Regions from separate parts of the Sorghum bicolor genome. Here region 2 is linked to region 1. A link is a contact called in public HiCAR-type data. All regions are on one chromosome and are shown on one strand. The core of a region is the stretch at or near the end of the contact, and the rest is flanking DNA. Distances in the headings are between cores, read along the strand shown.

The links. HiCAR-type assays count read pairs that join an accessible place to other places.
Region 2: a HiCAR-type map of leaf shows a contact between it and region 1, with 3 times the contacts expected there. The contact joins the promoter of LOC8055326 here to the promoter of LOC110434327 in region 1. A contact is called at or near these places in 1 of 4 Hi-C or Micro-C datasets (leaf) and 1 of 1 datasets of contacts at active chromatin or transcription factors (leaf).

What each region holds. Positions count from the first base shown.
Region 1 is chr4:67,781,364-67,786,115 of Sorghum_bicolor_NCBIv3, forward strand. It overlaps LOC110434327 (bet1-like SNARE 1-1), which reads left to right and starts at 2,196. Exons shown (of 6, transcript XM_021458177.1): 1 at 2,196-2,339; 2 at 2,479-2,528; 3 at 4,004-4,148. The coding sequence starts at 2,515. It overlaps LOC8055325 (deoxyhypusine hydroxylase-B), which reads right to left and starts at 2,087. Exons shown (of 7, transcript XM_002454752.2): 1 at 1,789-2,087; 2 at 852-985; 3 at 537-763; 4 at 305-443. The coding sequence starts at 1,945.
Region 2 is chr4:67,816,130-67,820,972 of Sorghum_bicolor_NCBIv3, forward strand. LOC8055326 (transcriptional regulator SUPERMAN) reads right to left here and starts at 2,209. Exons shown (of 1, transcript XM_002454753.1): 1 at 1,628-2,209. The coding sequence starts at 2,209. The coding sequence ends at 1,628. LOC8055327 (calmodulin-binding receptor-like cytoplasmic kinase 2) reads right to left here. Exons shown (of 4, transcript XM_002454754.2): 4 at 4,316-4,843. The coding sequence ends at 4,509.

The sequences.
Region 1 (4,752 bases), core at 946-3,445:
AAATATAACAGACAATTTTCTTGAGGATCCTACTGACCATAACTAAGAGGTTGTGACTGGATGTTGTCCAATCTAAAAAATAGCTGCAAGACTGCTCAGGTATTCAGGTTTGTGCTCAACTGTCAACTCTATTTTAATTTATTATGCCAGTTCAAATTTTCAAGTGTAAATGTTAAATAATAATCTAGACTGCCAGAAAGAAGAAGAAGAAGAAGAAGAAGAACTCAAAGGATACATTGCTGGTTGCTTTGATTTATGATTGTATAAAAAAATGACAACATGGATTGCCAAGTTTTGAGGAAACCTCGTGACGTAGAAGAGCACTTTTGACGCTCAGAGCTGCAACAATAGCAGAAACAGCAGCATCTCCACCATCATTCCTAAGTGCAAAAAGAGCTGCATAACGTTCGTACATGCTCTCTTGTTCATTGAGGAGTAGATCCCTGAAAAACATCCACCATGTTGACAATGGAAAGACTGTGGGCATAGGATACAATCAACAAATGTAAGAATCCTTTGAAAGTTGGAAATGATACCTTAATTGATCTACTGAAAGTCCATGCTTTGCAGGCAGCGCTGGATCAACTGAGAGAAAGGGTGAAGCGACTGTACTCTCAGCACCATTAGCTTTCTTCTGCTCTTCTATTCGTCTTAGCGCCAGCTCGCAAGTTTCTTGTACCTCCACAGCAGGATCAGTTGTTAAACTTTCCTCCAACAGGGGGATGCTCTTTTCCAGGCCAATAGCTCCAAGAGCTTCTGCTGCCTAACCAATACACATACACAATACACAATTATTTAATATGGATACCCAAGTACTAGAAGCAGCATATTATATTGAATTCACTGAATACCTCATGGCGGACAATTGGATGTAGAGAAAGATCTTTGAGCACTGCCACCAGTGCAGGAATAGCCTCAGCATCCTGCATTTGTCCAAGTGCAAATGCAGCCTCATGGGCAAGCAAGTTAGAAGGATCCCTTGCAGCTGAACAATTTTATAAACTATGTCAGGTTTTCTTAATCACAACCCTTTGATCTCTCAAACACTAAGTTGAAGAAATCTGAAGACGCACAGCTAGCAGTGCAAAAGTGGGTGGTTGTAAATCAGGCCCTTGATGTGTTTTTCACTTCTTCCATAACTATTCTAGTGCAGTTTTGTTTTTCAGTAGGACTAAAAAGACATTGATCGACATTAAGAGGTAGCAGTTTTGTCTGTAACGGTCACTGTTGACAGCAGAGTACAAACTAAAGCTAATAACATAATCTCACAACTATACATATCAGCAAGGGAACAAAAAAGCAGCAGGCAACAGAACTTTCAGGAAATTAACATGTACGTACTACATAGCAATAAATATCAAACAGCCTCAACCAATGAAACAATGCCGATATTTGATATAACACTCTAAATAGTAAATAACAAATATATTGGTCATATGTTCAGCAAGTCCTACGAAGGGCCTGTCGAGAACTGAAATCAATTTGATAAATAATGCAAAGAATCAAACAATGTTAAATTTCCTAGTATCATCAGTTCATCAGCTCACTAGCTCAGCACTAGTTTGGACTGTAAGGCCACAAGAATTTGGAACTAAACTGAAGTACAAAGGAAGCTTCAATCAAAGCACCCAATTAGTGAACCGCAGCACGGCATCTACTCGATTAGTTCGGGAAAGCAACAGGGACCAGAAATCTGTTGCACCGGTTGCTAAAACCAATCCACAAGCTGCTAGTCATCAACCAAGCTTTGAAGAATAGCAAAGCCGAGTCAGTGAAGCGAGGCGATACCTTGGAGGAGGGCGCGGCGCGGCGCATCCCCGCGGAGGTTGCGGAGGGAGAAGAGCGCCCGGAAGCGCTCTGCGATGGGCTGCTCCGCGTCCAACAGCCGCTCGCAGAGGAACCGCTCCATCTCCGGGGATGACTCGAACGCGGAGGTGGCCGCCATCTCACGCCGACGATTCCGTACGGTTCACACGCTCCGGCAAAGGTGATCAGTGGTCACTGGCGGCGGCGGCGGCGGCGGCGAAGGAAATCCCGCGTCGGAAAGAAAAGGAGAAGAAGAGGACGAGCTCGCGTCGAGTCGACGCGGACCGTCCGATCAGAACGCGCCACGTCACCTCTCCGAATGGACGGACCACAGCGACCTATCCTTGCAGGTCCTCTCGCTGCCGGCCGGTCCCACACCCCTTTGACCCAGATCCTGGCCCACTTGGCAGTTCCACGCTACTTGTGTCGGCGAAGCGCGTAGCAGCATTCCTTCTCGACTCGTTCCCTTTTGCGGCTTCTCGCAGCGCCGCGAATCCCAAATCAGAGCCGATCCGACGCGAATCGATCGAGAGGTGAGCTCGCTCGATTCCCCCGCAGATCGCCGCACTCACCCATCCCTCTCCGGAATTTTTCCCTCTGCTTTTTCGTGCTCTTGGCGCCCTCTTCGGCGATTTGTTTGTCTCTGATGGGTTTGGGGTTTTGTTCCTGCAGGCAGGAGGCAGCACGATTCGGATTGAGCCGAGCGCCATGAACCCGAGAGGGTAAGATTCTGCGCCTTTTTGTTGCTTTGAGCTTGGGATTTCGTGAGATGGTGTTCGGATTTAGGGTTGATGAGCGCGTGCGATTTGTTAGTAGGACCCAATGTGGCTGCCTCACTGGATGGATTGCATGCGATTAGTGCGATCGGTACGCTGCATTTGTTAGGGGTTAAGATGAGTGATTAGTGGTGCTTCTATCAGTTCTTCTTCTTGTTGTCCTGTAGTTATGGTTGAGGAATTCCCTCCAAAAGACAAATCGTTTGTTGTATAGGACAGTTTCGTTTCCCCAGCTCTAAGTTGGTTTAGGATCATGAATATAGGTTTATCAGACATGGAAGTTGGTTTCACATGATTATTGACTGGGCTTATTTTGCTTATCTGTCCCAAAAAGAACTTGGGACTCTACGAGCTATCATTCTAAAGCTAATGATATCTATGTTTATGCGTGCTGATATTTCTCTGCTTCAACACATTGATACTTTGCTCACTATCAGCCTTATGGTCAAAATTCTTTCTGTTAGGTCTTCTCTCTGTCCCTCTCTATCTCTGTCCCAACCTCTGTAGTCTGTAGTCATGCATAGCAATGCATCTTTACAAATAATCCAATAATGGAAGGGGATGAAAAGGATCTGCTGGAGCAATTATAGCTAAAATTAGAAAAATATAGGACACGGTGATCCTTGGCCAGCATAACAGCAGTACATGAATTTCACCCAGACGAAATGGGCAGACTCTCTATGGCAACTATGGATCTCAATTGTATTGTTAATTGGGCCTAATATGTACCACCTATGTCATTGGATTTTGCCTAATTATTGCACTTCCTTTTTTTTGTCACCTTATAGTAGTTTTCTGTTGTACCGGCATTTTAGCAGACAATGTTTTGACTTATTTCGTGATATGGGTCCAGATAACTGTGTTTGTCAGTCCATGACAGCAAGTTCCCTGTTTCCAATTCGTGGGCAATATATTTTTTTATAATTCTATTGTTATAGGTTATATCGAATATTGATTATTGTGGAGCCGACCTTTGTTAAAGTTAGAATTAGAAAACATAATTCAGAAGTATGCACCCTTTAGGGGTACATATATGTTTTTCTCAGTTTAAATGCAATTTATAGTTTGGATACCATATTTGTTCAGCTACTTTATCAAATGAATAAGGCTGTTTGTTCTTATTCATCACTGTGATACACGTGCCTAGGTCATCATGTACTTATAATCTTTGAATTTGTGAACTTGAACACATAGAAATGTTAGTCCTGGTATATTTGTGAATTCCTTCATACTTCTAATAATGTGGAATCCTATTTTTATCTGAACATCCTATGTTAACTGTTCCTTTGTGAAAAATTCATGAGCATGTGCTGATGTGGATATTCTGAACCCCTTTCACTTTGCAATTATTCTGTATGCATCCTTCGTCTATTGATTATATGCCCAACTCTTATATTGGTTATTTTATGCACTTTGTGCAGCTACCGTAGCAACAGAACTTCTCTCTTCGATGGCATTGAGGAGGGTGGAATCAGAGCAACATCCTATTCTTCCCATGAGATAGATGAGCAAGAAAATGATCGAGCTATTGATGGACTGCAGGATCGTGTCAGCATTCTCAAGCGGGTATTGTGCCACTTAAACTTCTTAATATTCTAATTCTATTGATTCTATTATGCAAATAATTGTAGATATTACTATTATCATTAGTAGTATATTTACTAGATCAAGCTGTGTTGCATAGATAAGAGATAAAATAGGTTTGTTAAAACAATAGTGTGTTCCTTTAAAAATAGTTCTTCCCTGCTGCAGCTTTAGTGCATAGTAATAGTAGTAGTTGTGTAGATAGGGGATTCTTGATTTCTTGTCAACCGTGTCCTTTCCTGGACCAGTTTAGTTTTAAATATTTGGAAGTAGTTCAGCACAGTTTTTTGGTTAAATTTTACCAAAAAGGAATCTGATTATCTGATGGGCTTACAACTAAGAATTGGTGGCTGCATTAATGCTATCTGAATATTTCATTGGCCTAACTTTTTTTTTTGAGTGTGGTATGCATATGGTAGCTAACAACTAGAATGTCTACATTAATAAGGTATGACTTTCTTTAAAAGTTAACAACTAGATGAGATATAGAAGGATTCTTATGTAATTTGGTACGCTTGAAAAGCACTGGGAGTAACCAGCAAATAGGAAGTCCTGGAGAATATCTGGACATGGGTCATGCCATGAT
Region 2 (4,843 bases), core at 959-3,458, 35 kb after region 1:
GCAGCTCATAGTACCATTGTACTATGTCACTGAAGCCGGCTGCAAGCTAAATAAATCTATACGTACATTGTACTCTTAGGAACGAAATATATTCTTCATCACTCTGGCCACAAACAAACAACAACTTTTCAACTACAAGGACAAATCAGTAGGTTCAACAACCTTTTCCAGAGAACTAGTACAACATCTTTGAATGTTTGAAACTAACATACAAACTCTGCTATTTTATAAATCCACTTGAATGGCCAAAAAAGGTCCCCAGATCCTCTGAAATCGGACGTTTGTCAGCATGTAAGGATATGATATAAATCTTGGCTGAACTACTGATGAGCTCATGTCATATATATAGTATATGTGGATGTCTGTCCCTTCCTGAATTTGAATGGTTTGAGGTGATGTAGAACTTTTTGTCAGGGACAATATTTGATCAGTTGGTTAAAAGATCGAACATGTCATCAACTCATCATCGGGGAAAAGAAATCTTGGCTACTGTGACACTATATTTGTGATCAGAATTGCAGCTTCAGATGGATCATCATAATTAACTGGATGCATGGGGGGTATATTGTCTGCTTCATGGCTAAATTATAAAAAATAATACATATAATATATGAATTGTGAATAAAATTCTTATAGATGAAGCAGTTCCTCTATGCTCTGAATCTCTGAACCAGATTGTTCAGAGTCAGTTTAAATACTCTAAACTATCCTAGATTAAAAATGTGTGACACCATACTGCTAGTAGATTTCATAAACAATCCCCTCATAATACATGCTTGTCATCGATCAGTTAATGCATAAGTAGCAAGAACATGCTTATGAACATTGAGCACTGAAAATGAGCCTTTAATTTGCTTTCCCTTTAATTTACAGGAAGAAAAACAATGAAAATAGTTGTTTTAAACTTATTTTTTCTTAGGGTGTATGGGTGGAGATCTAGCCTTTGTATCAATAATAAATAGAATGTGCATGGTTTTGTGCTTTATGTCAAGTTCTTTTTTAAAACTCGGTATCATCTCAATGTGATATCTTGAAAAGTTAATAAAAGAACTTCCTTTATGAAAAAAAAGGTTTTAGAATATAACTATCGCTAATTTTCAGGAACTTGTGTATTCCCTAATGTATTCCAGTTAGTCATGAAAACTAGCAGAAAATTTCAGATATGCAGGTCGATCATTTTTCACTGAAACACAAGAATATCATTTATTTCTGCGGTCATGAAACATGAGAAATAAATCCAAACAAACAACGGCCTGAAGAATTAGCAGGAAAGAGCTTATTAGTTCAGAAGCGCCGACTAATTAATCTTCAGTATTGATACGTATCGTGAATGCATGTATTAGCAAAACTAATAAAAATTTCCTATGGATCAATGCAAATTGCTCATTTTAAAGCATGCATTCACAAATCCTGCCAAGAAATCGTCTGTGGTTCTTTCTATAATTATTAATCCCTTAACTGATGGATCAAAAATCACTCCAAGTAATCACTAAGCACCGAGAGGAAGTTAGATATATAGCTTAATTAGCGAGAAAGAAATGGCTGTAATATAAGAGAACCACGCGCACATATATATATATATACATACACTGAAAGCACATGGAGCTGAATACTCGATCTCGTGAGGTCATGATCCTGCACTTCCAAGCCTGAGCTCCAAGTCCAGCTCCTCCCCTCCATCCCCTTCCTCGGCGATGGCGAAGTAGCCATCTTCTCGTACATCTCCGGCGGCCGCGCCACTGCCACGGCCGGCAGAACAGCAGTCACCGCGGCCGAACAGAGGCAGCAGCTCGTGCGGCTTCCGTTGGGCGTGCAACGCGCCGGCCGCCGGCCGAGTCGTCGTCGTAGCCTGTTGGGCGAACGCCAGAACGGGCGTCGTCGACGTCGTCATCGTCGAGCATGGCTGCTGGTCGTAGTCGTAGACACTGGCGGCGCCGGCGGACACTGCTGCTGGTCTGCCCCTGTGCCGACGGTGGACGTTCATGTGGCCGCCGAGCGCCTGCGCCGTCGGGAACCCCCTCCTGCAGAAGGTGCACTTGTACGGCTGCCTTGTTCCCTCGTCGTCATCGCCGCCACCGCCGCCGATGGCGCGCTGCTGCTGCTTCGGCAGATCCTTGTTGTCGTCGGCCTCGCAGCTCGGGGACGACGCCGATGGCGACGCCCGTGCACCTGCACCCTCGTCGTCCTTCCTCTCTGGCCCCAACTCCATGTGCTTTATTAATTTGTGATGATCAGTTGTCAGAGTAGAGTCCGGAGAGCAAGGTATAGGGTTTAGCTAGCTAGGCTTGGTAATAATCTCTGAGGCTGCTACCTCGCTCGCTCTGCCGTCGTACGTGGAGACGACGACATGAGCAAGCAGAACGAAGCTACTTGTTGCTGCTAATTGGGGCCGGCCGGCCGAGGATCTAGTCTATCTGGTTCTCTGGTCATCAGATGCGAATGCGATGCAAATAGCTTAGCGCATATGATATGATATGGTCAAACACGACAAAGAAACGCAAGACGGTGAGTATGATAATGGGGAGCTTAGTGTACATTGATGTGTGTGTTACTCTTGTTAAATGCTTCTTCTCGTCGTTCTGCCGGCCTCAAGCCCTAAACTGTTGTTGTTCATTTTTTTTTCTTTTGCAGTGAATTCAAGGTTTTTTTTTTATTTTGCAAAGAAAAAAAATGGACTTGTTTATATTATAGTGAAATCAAGTTGTTCGGCTTGGCCTGCAGCTGGACTTGTTCTGAAACCAGCTCTTTGGTAAGATTGCGCTTGGATTTTATGGCTTGGGCGTTGTTTAGTTCCCTAAATATTTTGTAAAATTTTTCAGATTTCTCGTCACATCGAATCTTTAGACGTATGCATGAAGTATTAAATATAGATGAAAATAAAAACTAATTGCACAGTTTGGTCGGAATTGACGAGACGAATCTTTTGAGCCTAGTTAGTCCATAATTGGACAATATTTATCAAATACAAACAAAAGTGGTACTATTCTTATTTTGCAAAAAAAAATTTAAGTAAACAAGGCCTCGGAGAAAAGTGCTTCGCCTTATGGCTTGACTTGTCTGCCCATGCATACGGCCCACTCTTAATACAGGCCTGCTACAGCCCGACCCGTTTATAGCTCAGTTGTGGGCTGGTGGCATGCCCATTATATATACTGGCACTCATCCTATTTGCAATAACAATTATTGATGTGGAATTTTAAGATAAGAAGAAAGCAAACTTTAGCATACCACAACTACAGATTGATTTTATCACTGTCGCTACTTTCACTGTCGTAACGATAGACTTGTACCACCGACGGTGGTATCGAGGATGCATTTGCTCTGCCACCTCGTGCAACATCATTGACTCGCCCAAGGTCAAGTAAATACTTGGTAGATGAACGCTGTGGGTGCTATATATGGAAGCCACTGCCGCCGGCCACCTTTGGCCCCGGCCTCTAGCCCTCCGTTTTTGGATAAATTCTCAGTCTAACGATGTGATCTAGCCAATTACACGTTTTATAAAAAAAACCACGAATTGGCCAATTACGCATTATATATTCTAGTGTGCTAGGGCAAAATTTGTCTATTTATTTCTGCCGTTTCAAAAAAGGGGGGGGGGGGGGGGGGGGGGGCTAAAACCTGCTCGAGAAAAAAAAAATCGGCTGTTTCCATCTGCGTCCTGATCGAAGATTACTTTTGGCATTCACAAATGTTGGAACGATGAGCCAGATAGAAATTCTAGTGGTTCTCTGAGGCTTGATTTGAAGAGATAGAGAGAGATACCGAGAGGACAGAACAGTTTCAGTTTCCTGCTATGCTGCTGGGGATGCTAAAGCCATGCTATTCTTTTCTCAGAGGCGCCAGTTGGGAAAAATTCTGCAACTCTGCAAGGGCCTTGTTTAGTTCCGAAATTATTTCGGATTTTGGTACTGTAGCACTTTCGTTTTTATTTGACAAATATTATCTAATTATGGACTAACTAGACTCAAAAGATTCATCTCGTGATTTACAGTCAAACTGTGTGATTAGTTTTTGTTTTTGTGTATATTTAATGCTTCATGCATGTGCCGCAAGATTCGATGTGACAGGGAATATTGAAAACTTTTTGAATTTCGGGGTGAACTAAACAAGGCCAAGGTGCTTGGATGTTCATCATCTGCATCTGTTCTACTATTGTTGAATGCAAATTTTGAGGTACAGGTGTTGAATGCAAATTGTTGCTCAATCTGTTTGTTTGGCTGATAAGCCAGGCTGAAAAGCATTGTGTACCATACTGTACCAAACATGTTATGTGTGCATTTTCTGAACTGATGCCTGAAGAGCAGAGCGTCCAAGCACACAAGAACTGTTCTAAGATTGACAGCAGTGACAATCATATGGAATCCAACGCTTAGCATCAGATGAACACAATCGTCGAGAAGGTAAAATGTGGCAAAAAAAAAAATGTTCCAGTGTAGGTACGTATATATTTACATCAAACTTAAGTGTCAGTCAAAGCAAATGAGTTAGTAGCAGGATTGGAACGATCAGATCCTCCAGAGGTCGCCGCTGCTGTCGGCGCTGCTGGCGGTGGTTGCCCGGTCGGAGAAGTGCGGCGTGGCGTCGGCGGCGAGCATGTCCCGGTACGTCTTCCTGATGGCCCAGAGCGCCCTGCAGCAGTCGCTCATGGCGGGCCTGTCCTGTCGGACGGGTCCCATGCACCGGAACGCGAGCTCGAGCACCATCTCCAGCGCGCGTTCGGCCGCGGGCGTGCGGGCGAGGTGCGGGTCCAGCACGTCGGCGGAGGCGCCGCCGATGAACCTTCCCATGGCCCAGCGCGCGGTGAGGCGCTCCTTCATCTCGCGCTTGGTCTCGATGGGGC